Regions from separate parts of the Mus musculus genome. Here region 2 is linked to region 1. A link is a contact called in public Hi-C data. All regions are on one chromosome and are shown on one strand. The core of a region is the stretch at or near the end of the contact, and the rest is flanking DNA. Distances in the headings are between cores, read along the strand shown.

Evidence for each region. A called contact is a pair of places that touch in the nucleus more often than the background predicts.
Region 2: a contact with region 1 is called in a Hi-C map of the N1E-115 cell line, with 2.8 times the contacts expected there. The contact joins two enhancer-like sites. A contact is called at or near these places in 22 of 39 promoter capture datasets (the 3T3-L1 cell line, 3T3-L1-derived adipocytes, the C10 cell line and 14 more), 9 of 15 datasets of contacts at CTCF or cohesin (CD8 T cells, the G1E-ER4 cell line, the NIH/3T3 cell line and 4 more), 184 of 484 Hi-C or Micro-C datasets (3T3-L1-derived adipocytes, the 63-12 cell line, the AML12 cell line and 96 more), 21 of 115 datasets of contacts at active chromatin or transcription factors (the HPC-7 cell line, the NIH/3T3 cell line, T-cell acute lymphoblastic leukemia and 15 more) and 3 of 9 other capture datasets (adipose tissue, embryonic stem cells and embryonic tail).

Annotation. Positions count from the first base shown.
Region 1 is chr15:57,588,052-57,592,366 of GRCm38.p6, reverse strand. The region is part of intron 3 of Gm35682 (a long non-coding RNA gene); the gene reads left to right. Gm35771 (a long non-coding RNA gene) reads right to left here. Exons shown (of 5, transcript XR_384110.4): 2 at 3,586-3,667; 3 at 1,750-1,822; 4 at 875-1,023. Among named protein-coding and RNA genes, the nearest start is that of Gm35771, 11 kb to the right of the region's middle. Within about 2 kb of position 2,261, at least 46 of the 459 cell types and tissues checked have an H3K27ac peak or open chromatin away from gene starts, as enhancers often do. A contact at or near this core is called in the N1E-115 cell line, where this site is marked.
Region 2 is chr15:58,012,495-58,016,921 of GRCm38.p6, reverse strand. No RefSeq gene overlaps it. Among named protein-coding and RNA genes, the nearest start is that of 9130401M01Rik, 20 kb to the left of the region's middle. Within about 2 kb of position 1,486, at least 50 of the 459 cell types and tissues checked have an H3K27ac peak or open chromatin away from gene starts, as enhancers often do. A contact at or near this core is called in the N1E-115 cell line, where this site is marked.

The sequences.
Region 1 (4,315 bases), core at 1,012-3,511:
AGGAGAAATGACTTGGAAGAAACAGTGTAGAAGAGCAAATGTCTCTGTCCCCACTCCAGACCACGAGGCTCAGGGTTATGGAGGGGTCAACTATTACTCATGCTTGAGAGGCCTGTGGGACAGAGACAGATATGCTTTACGGAGAGGGAGCTGATGTCTGGGATGTACAGGGAAGAGGTGAGGATTGAAGGGGCATTTGCTGCTGAGGGCTTGGTCTCTAGAGGAGTCTGTTCAAAGGGGATGGGAGAAGATCAGGTGTGGGTGGTGTGGATTCATCAGAGGTTGCAAAGAGAATATCTGTCTCTACGACAATGGGAATCATGAGGAACCATGACAATCCATCATGTAACGATGGTGGGATTAACTCTGGATGGCTGTCATCAGCCTAACGAGTATGGCTCAGCATTCACCATGAAACTGCTCAGTATGTGGCTTACAGGGTTGAGATGTGAACTGGGCCAAGATCCTGGTAGGTATCTCACTGACGGTATTTATAGGTGGGCCTTGGGGGATGTCTTCTTGTATGTTAGATGGGGCATCAGAGCTGTGTCTAGATGAGAATCATTTGTGTGTGGGACTCCTCCTTGGTGGGAAGAGAAAGCCTTGTCATTGCTGAAGGTCCGGGTAGATAGTTCTCATGGTTCCTGTGTGTCATTAAAGTGTTCTGTTTGGAGCAGTGTATAGTCTGAGGCCATATCAATGTCAGAAGTGAAGTCCTACCTCAAGCTTTCTGATTTTGATGTCAGCTCCACTACTCTGAAGGAAGTGAGATGGCCTTTACACCTTAATGTAGGAAAGAAAAATGGCTGAAGGAAACTAGAGAAGAAAGGAGTTGACGGCTTGCTAGGTATACTAGTGATTTTTGTTTAGTCACCTTATAGGAGAATGACTCTTGTCTAAGCTTCCTAGTAGGCACAGAGAAATTCAGCCACATTGTCGTTCCTGAACAATTGGGGTGAAACAGTGGAGGGTGGTGGCATCACTCCGTCACGTGTTCTGGCAGAATGCTTGGTGCTTGACAATCTAAGAACAGAGGAAGAGAGGTACGGGGCCCAGTAACTCCCAGCTGACCCTTAGACTGTAATGAATTTAACGGTGCTCTCCAATGTCTAAGCTCTAAGCCCCTAATCCTGTGACATTATGTGGGATCAGGGGCTGTATGGGTGTAAATGAACATTTGTTTCTAAAGGAAATCAACACGAGTTTAGGCATGGCCTGTAGCCAATGGGCGAGATTTTTATAATAGAAGCAGGACCAAAAGGTTGGTGGCTCAGAAGCCAGGGAGACGACTCTGTGAAGAGGGTGCAGGCTCTGGAATGATGCTGTGCCAAGCCTGCCAAGCCAGGAGCTTTCCCAAGGCGGAAGAGGCAAGAAAGGAATATTCTCCAGGGCCTAGAAGGCAGTGCAGTGCTGCTGATACTGCTGACTTTTGGCTTCCAGAATAGTGAGAGAACACAACTTTGTTATTTTAAGCCACAGTTTTTGATAACTTGTTATGACAGCCTAGGAGTTTAATTCCGTGGAGGAGGTCTGGAGCCTGCACTAGCTGCTGGATTAGCAGGGACCTGGATGAAGACAGGCTTTGGCTGGGTGCCAGCTTGTTTCCCACAAATGATAGGAAGGGTCTCTCTGGGTTCCAGGACTGTACGGATGCATCTGTCTCTCAGGAAAGATTCTCCTTGCCCCTTGGGAGGTCACGCATCTGAGGTCTTGTCACCAGCCACCAGTAGATGAAAGCTGTCCTCTTACCTTGGCAGGAGAAACCCAGAGAGACTGGGCACTTAGCTTCTAGCAACACAGCTTGAAGGAGGGTTCCATTAAACTGGAAAAACAAGAGAGGCTTTAGTTAGTAAGTTCCTGCTCATTCCTGCTATCTGGAGGAACAAGGGTTCCGAAAAATTTTAGATCAGATATATAAGACAAGAGTGACCTTTTGGTTATAATTTATCCCACTTCATCATCTTAGCACCCTTCACGTGGCAGTGAGATGCAAAAGGCATTTTGTTTGGAGCCATGCTACGGTTTCCAGCCTGTGAAGAAAGCATCGTCAGGTGCCAAGGATGTCCTGTGTGTGATTAATTGCTAGGCTGTGCCAGCTTGCCAGGGTGAAAGGGAAGATGCAGACTGGCAGTGTCAGGTGGACTGGGACTTAGGTAAATTACATAACTGTCCTTTGCATTCTAATCTGTTCAGCTCCCACCTGCTATTCTGCTGAAGGGACAAGTGAGATCCACGGTTCAGGATGCTGCAGTGTGCAAAATGCTAATTGGGTTCTGTAGACAGTAAAGTGGCACAGAGGGTGTGCCTCTCCGGAGGAGAAAGGAGGGGAGGGGGCCTCTCAGACTTGGAGGTAGGAAGAGTCTAGCTGACTGAGCGGGGGGGGGGGGCGCCCTCCCCCCCCCCCCCAAGTGCACATTTCTCCTCCTGGTCCTCTTTACTGATTTCTATTATGGCCTTTCTCAGTGAGCAGTGGGAGGACCCCCACAACAGTGGTGTGTGTGTGTGTGTGTGTGTGTGTGTGTGTGTGTGTGTGAGACGGCCATAACAAAGAGGATCAAGGGTTCGTCTATACCGGAAAATGCTATTTTAACAAGTGCTTCCGTCTCTGGAGAAGTACCATTCAGAGTCTCCAGTTAGACACTGGAGATTGGTCCGTGCACAGAGACTCTGAGCTTGACACTCAGCAGATGTTCAGAAGGCTTTGTTAATTGAATTCAGTCTGTGTTATATCCAGCTTGTGGCAGATCTGGGTCTCCAGATCACTGAACTTTGCCTCCCCTCCCCCGCCCCTGGTTTCATGTTGCTGCTAGACTGACTAACCATAGCCTCCAGGAAGGCTGCTTTGGCACTCTTGGAAGTTCTATGTTGCTATGATACAGTCTTGCAAAGAGCAGACTGCTCAGAAGTGAGGCCAAGCACTGTTTAAGTTGGGTGAGTAAAAGGGATGCTGCTTCATGGATCACCGTTGTTAGGTGACCATAATATTCATAACGGAGATGCCTTAATAACGCTTTGTATACACGTATTGTACACAAATTTTAACTTTTAGTGGCTTATGTAGCCTATTGGTATTTGACTATGAAATCATTTTCTCTTTTAATTCACATTTCTGTCTGTCTATAAGTTGCCTATATGAAGAGGGTAAACAGGTAAATATGCCTGTATATATTATTTATCAATATGCCTATATATCTATTCGCTAATAATTTATCATCTGTATATGTATCTATCTGCCTGTGTCCATCACTATATTGACTAAGAACTTGAGCAGAATTTTAAAGTATCTCTTCAGAGTATGTAAAACTCTTGCAATAACCCAGATGTGGGATGGAAGCCATAATCCTAAACACTTGTTATGAGAACTTGTAACTCTCATGTTAGTTATTTTAGAGTTTGCATTTCCCCAATTTATTTGCAGTGTTGTTTTGAAACTCATTACCTGTTCATAATATTGTATCTAGTTTAGTCCATAGGCACAGAGAGCTTAACCTTGTTAGGTCATTGTCTTTACATGGTTCAAGGTGAAAGCTTGAGGTTCTGGAGTTAGATAGAAAAGGCTATTTGGACTGGATGGACCCAACTCACTGTTGACGTCAGGATAGTAGACCCAGAGCAGACAGAGCAGCACATGCCTCCCACGTGGTGTCTCGGTTATGTTTGTAAAGGTCTACAGAGAAAATGCCATAGCATCACATAAAGAAACAAGGAAGAAAAGGGAGTCTGCAGTAGAAACCAGTAGTAAGCTTAGCACACAGTAGGCTGTTGTGTGCATTTTCTAGGGAGATGAGAACAAATGTCTCTTCAGTCCAGTAGGGCACAGGTGACAGACCAAAGACCTGAGATCACCCAGGCTTAGATTAGTGAACCAGTGTATTCATTGAGGTTACATGTAAAAGCATAGGTGACTCAAAGGCAGCGCCATCATGGAAAAGCCTATACTAGCTGGGAGATGACTCATGAGAGCTGCGTCCCTGGTCCTTCACATACAACTTGCAACTTTCAGGTGGTGCAGTGCTCATTTCTGCTTATATGGTGTGTGGAAGAGGAGCCTTGTGACTCTTGTTTCCTGAGACTTGTCAGTTTGGTTTACTTTATAAGAAGCAATGATCCAATCAGACAGAAATAGCTACACAATGTAGGCATTTTAACATTGAGAAAGATTAACACGTTGAGTGTGAGATGAAATGATTAGAAATTTATTGCCTTTTATGTCTGCTATGTATCCTGGTATATATCATTGGGGACAGAAGCATGTATGGGGACAGCAAGTTCTGTTATTAAATTCTGTTCCTTCTTGAAGCCTTGATTTGGTAAT
Region 2 (4,427 bases), core at 237-2,736, 430 kb before region 1:
TCCAGCTCCTTAAACTCCCACTCCAGTTTCCGTTTCCACGAGTATACGCGGAAGGGTATTCAGGGACATGCATGGTGAAGTAATCTTGTGGGTTTCCTTTTCCTTTTTCTTTTTTTTGTAATTGTGAGTGACAAAATTCCTATTTTAAAAAAAAAAACCTTTAAGGGAAAAAGACTGTGTTTTGGATTTTAGAGGTTACAGGGTATAGTAAGCTGGTGTGGTTTCTGTGAGGTAAAACATTACAGTGGAAGGATATGATAGAACAGCCTTATGGCAGTCAGGAAGGAGAGAGAGAGAGAGAGAGAGAGAGAGAGAGAGAGAGAGAGAGAGAGAGAGAGAGAGAGAGGCTGAGGCCAAGGCAAGGTACTCCTTCAAAGCCATGCCCTCTGTTAGTTGCTCTCCTATGGCTGTGACAAGAAACCATGATCCAGATAACTTCTCGAGGGAAGTTTATTTGGATTATGCTTCCAGATGGCAGAAAGAAAGGAGGAGCAGCCATGGTGACTGAAACAGCAGCTGAAGGTTCACGTCTTACACCGCAGGCCGACAGAGAGCAGAGAGCATGCTGGGAATGGTCCGAGGCTCTCCTGGTGCCGTACATCCTTCAGTGAGGTCAAGCATTGGTTGATCATAGCCCGCCTGGAACCAATCACGTGAGGAAAAGCCTGACAGAGATACCGAGAGGTGTGCTTTACCAGTCTCCTCTGTGCCTTTTGGTCCAAGCTAAGGATCACCACAGGTGGTGTAGGGCAGGAGCCTTCTGGGACTCAGGTGGTAGCTTGAGCTGTGACTCCAGATCTGTAAGAGTATAAATTGCTTGCTGTTGAGGTGCCCCAGGCATGGTATTTATGGCACAGTAGTTCCAGGCCTGTCCTGTCCCCTGGGAGGACATGTTCACACCCTCTTTGTTCCTCTCCTGCCCATTTGGCTAGGGATGTACCATCTTCCCTGCCTTCAGAGTTTGCCTGGCTTCTTTCTCTGCACCCGTGGGAAGCCAAGGGAGAGGCCTGGACCGTGCTGCTCAGGGGAGGCAGGAGACCTGATCTCACCTATGTCAGTGCGAACCTCTAGAAATCTGTTTCCAAGCCAGGGTCCCCAGGGTAGAAGGCAGAGACTCTCTCTCCGGTGGGGAAGACAGCGAAGTGGTCCTCCCTCAGCCCTGTGCACACGTGGGACCACTGTCCTACTGGCTGTCTCCTCAGGACTTCTGTTCAGCACACTCTGAAGCGTGGCCCAGCCTCCTTCACCCCCTCTGCAGAGGAAGGATGGCTGGGTGCTCTTAGAAGAACCAACCACATCTGCCTTGGAGCAACAGTGAAGAGGGGTTGCATCTCTGCTTGCTACCTCGAGTGTGTGCAATGTTTACATTCCTAATGACAGTTTTTTTTGACACACAACACTCTCGAGGAGGAAGCTGAGAAAGTGACTGGCAGTTTCTCTGTGTCCAACAGCATCTTGGATCAAGTCCAGAGAAGGGAGCGTTTGAAGAAGCTGCTCTGTCACGTGGATGGTGGGCCGGCGGGGCAAGCGGTGAAGGCACACAAAGGTGGAAGTTCCTTGGCTTGTCCTGTTGAAGCAGTCTTGGGGTGTCACAATGGCCCTGCAGGAATGAGGCTTCCCACGAGCACTCAGCTGAGGAGCCGTGGTGACACACGGGGTCTAAGCAGGGCATTGCTACTACCCTGCTGGGGCCGGTGGGGACACTGATGGTCTCTGGGCTCTGACAGTGCAGGTGGAGCAATACACGATCAGTGTTGTATGCAAACCAGTGACTGTAATGGGCCACTCCAAGGAGAGAGAGGAGGGGTGGGGGAGAGAGATAGAAGATTATAGAAGCATATGGTCATTAGCAGCCACCATGATGTCCGGGCAGTGTGGACCTTCTCTTGGTTAAAGCACTCCCTTCTCTTGGGTCCTCTACAACATAAAAATCCTGCCATTTTCTTCAGGTCTTTCTGGTAACCTTTATAGGGGAAGTACTGCCTACCATCCCTGGATCCTCAGAGCAGAGAGATGTGCCCACTGGGAATGTACAGATGCCATTGTTGAACTTCACTCAGTGGTAGTGACTGTCAGTTAAGGACCGCTCCAGCCACAGGTCCCTAGTGAGGGAAAGCCACAGGTCATTATGACCCCAAGTGGAACTAAAACTAGCAAGAAAACAATAGGGGGTGGGGGATGGGTGTGTGAGCCTTTGTACTCTGTACTGTAAAAATGCATCTACATTCCCTACTGTAGAACAGAAGCTGAACATATACACTATATTAACACCTAAGCATTTACACTGTTAGTGCCCCACGTGTTCTGAGTTAACTCGGCTTCTAGATGGTATAGATGGGGTTGGGACCAGCAGACACGGACGGTATGCAAAACTCCAAGAGTGCGGGGTTTGGAGGTGATGAGAGGGATTTGGGCACAAGCCTCAGAAATGAGTCTGAGAAAAATCCCAGTGCCAGGAGTGGGGTACTCCCCTAGAAGCTATTGGCCAGAGAGTCCCCAAAGCCTCCCCAAAGCATAGGTTTATTGCCATTGCCCACAAGAACTAGATGGTACGATCTTAGTGCTGGTGGCACAGTGCACTTTTGGTTTCTTAGGACAGATAAATCAAGCTGGAACTGACCTGAAGATTTCTTCCCTGCTGGCTCGCTCTCACGGAGCTGAAAGGTATGTGCAGGCTGCAGGTGGTAAGGGTGAGGGAGAAAAGAGACATCGGCTATACCCGTGGCCAACCCTGCATCCTATTAAGGATGTGCTCATTGGTGCAATAGAAGCACAAATGTACAGGGGTAACCAACTGCTTTTGGATTGGATTTGAAGCCTGCTCCATGGGAAGTCATTCATGCCTGATACCATAAATTTTATCAAAGTCAAGACCATAGACCTAAGGCCCTAAGGCTTAGGGAAAACCTACTGCCGTTTTTTTTTGTTTGTTTGTTTTGTTTTTGTTAAGTGGTCATATTGTCATGCTGCATTCTAACTGTTGATGTTTATAGTCATAAATCAGAACTACCTTCAACTTCTCTCTGCAGCGGTCATCAATAAATGCAGAGACTTCTAACTTTTCAAAGTGCTGAGAATAAAATGCTATCAAGTGCTCAGCCCTAAATGGGACATTTACACACACACATACACACACGCGCACACACACACACACACACACACACACACACACACACACACACACACACAAGGCTCAGGTAACATCATAGAAGAGGAAGCAGGAAGAATACAAGATCCAGAGGACAGGAAGAAGTGCTATGAAATGCTGTCTTCTGGACGTGGCATGACCAGTTCACCCATGAACTCGCTGTCGCTATGACTACCTGCACAAGACTGGTATAAGATCAAGCCAGCAAGAATAGCCAACATTCCAACAGGTATCTCCAGGCAGACTCAGTGAGAGCTGGGGTACGGATGATCAAATTGCATGTTTATATGTTTAAAATTGTCAAAGAATAACTAAAAACATTCTTTACAAACTATGGCTGACTACTAGATCAAAGGGGGCAAGACTGACGTCCTGAATGGCTGCCTTTGTCCCCGTCTCCCTGGAAAGCTTGCTGAGTGGAGATGGTGTGCTAAGGTTGTTATTTTCCTAGTTATTAGACTACTCCCTACTCAGATCTCAGGCTCTCTGAATAGCGCTCATCTTGAAGACTCAGATTGTCCCTCTGCTCCTTGTGGCCGGGAGCGAGAGCTCCAGGATCCCACTTACAAGGCCAGGCTTGGCAAGACTTGAAAGTTGAACAGAGCCTGGATCTGATTTTCCACCATCCTCAGCCAGGTGCAGAAAACTTGGCTCAAGTCACCCCCAAAGGATGTCGTTATATCAAGGGTGTCACCCCTGAGGTCATATCAGTCAGGTTAAGCTAAAGCAGGATGAAGAAGGGAAACTCTCCACACCCAGTGGCTAAATGACAGGCTTATTTCTTCACACTGTGTATCCATTGCAGGCAGGTGGTAGGAATGTGGAATGCTGTGGATTGTGGTCACTGCCCAAGTGTAGCTGACAGAGGAGGGCTTCAACCTGCCAGATCCTTCTGGATGCAAACCACAGGATCTTCCTGGAGGCAAGCCTTACATGCTGCTAATCAGAGCATCGCTGCCCTACCTCCCAGCCAGCAGGTTGTCCCCATCGATGGTATATATGTTGGCTTAAACATACATTTATTGGTTTTTTGAGATAAGAGTTTCTCTGTGTAGCTCTGGCTGTTGCCCTGGAACTCGCTCTGTAGACCAGACTGGCCTTGACTCAGAGATCTACCTGCCTCTGTCTCCAGAGTGTTAGGATTAAAGGTACTTAACCACTACTGCCCATTTTTAATAGCCTAGGACAGTGACAAGGCACAGGGAGCCACTGGCTGGGAGTGGCCAGGAACTGGATGGCTCTTTGTTCTCCAGTGTTGCGCTCATTTGGGCATACATAG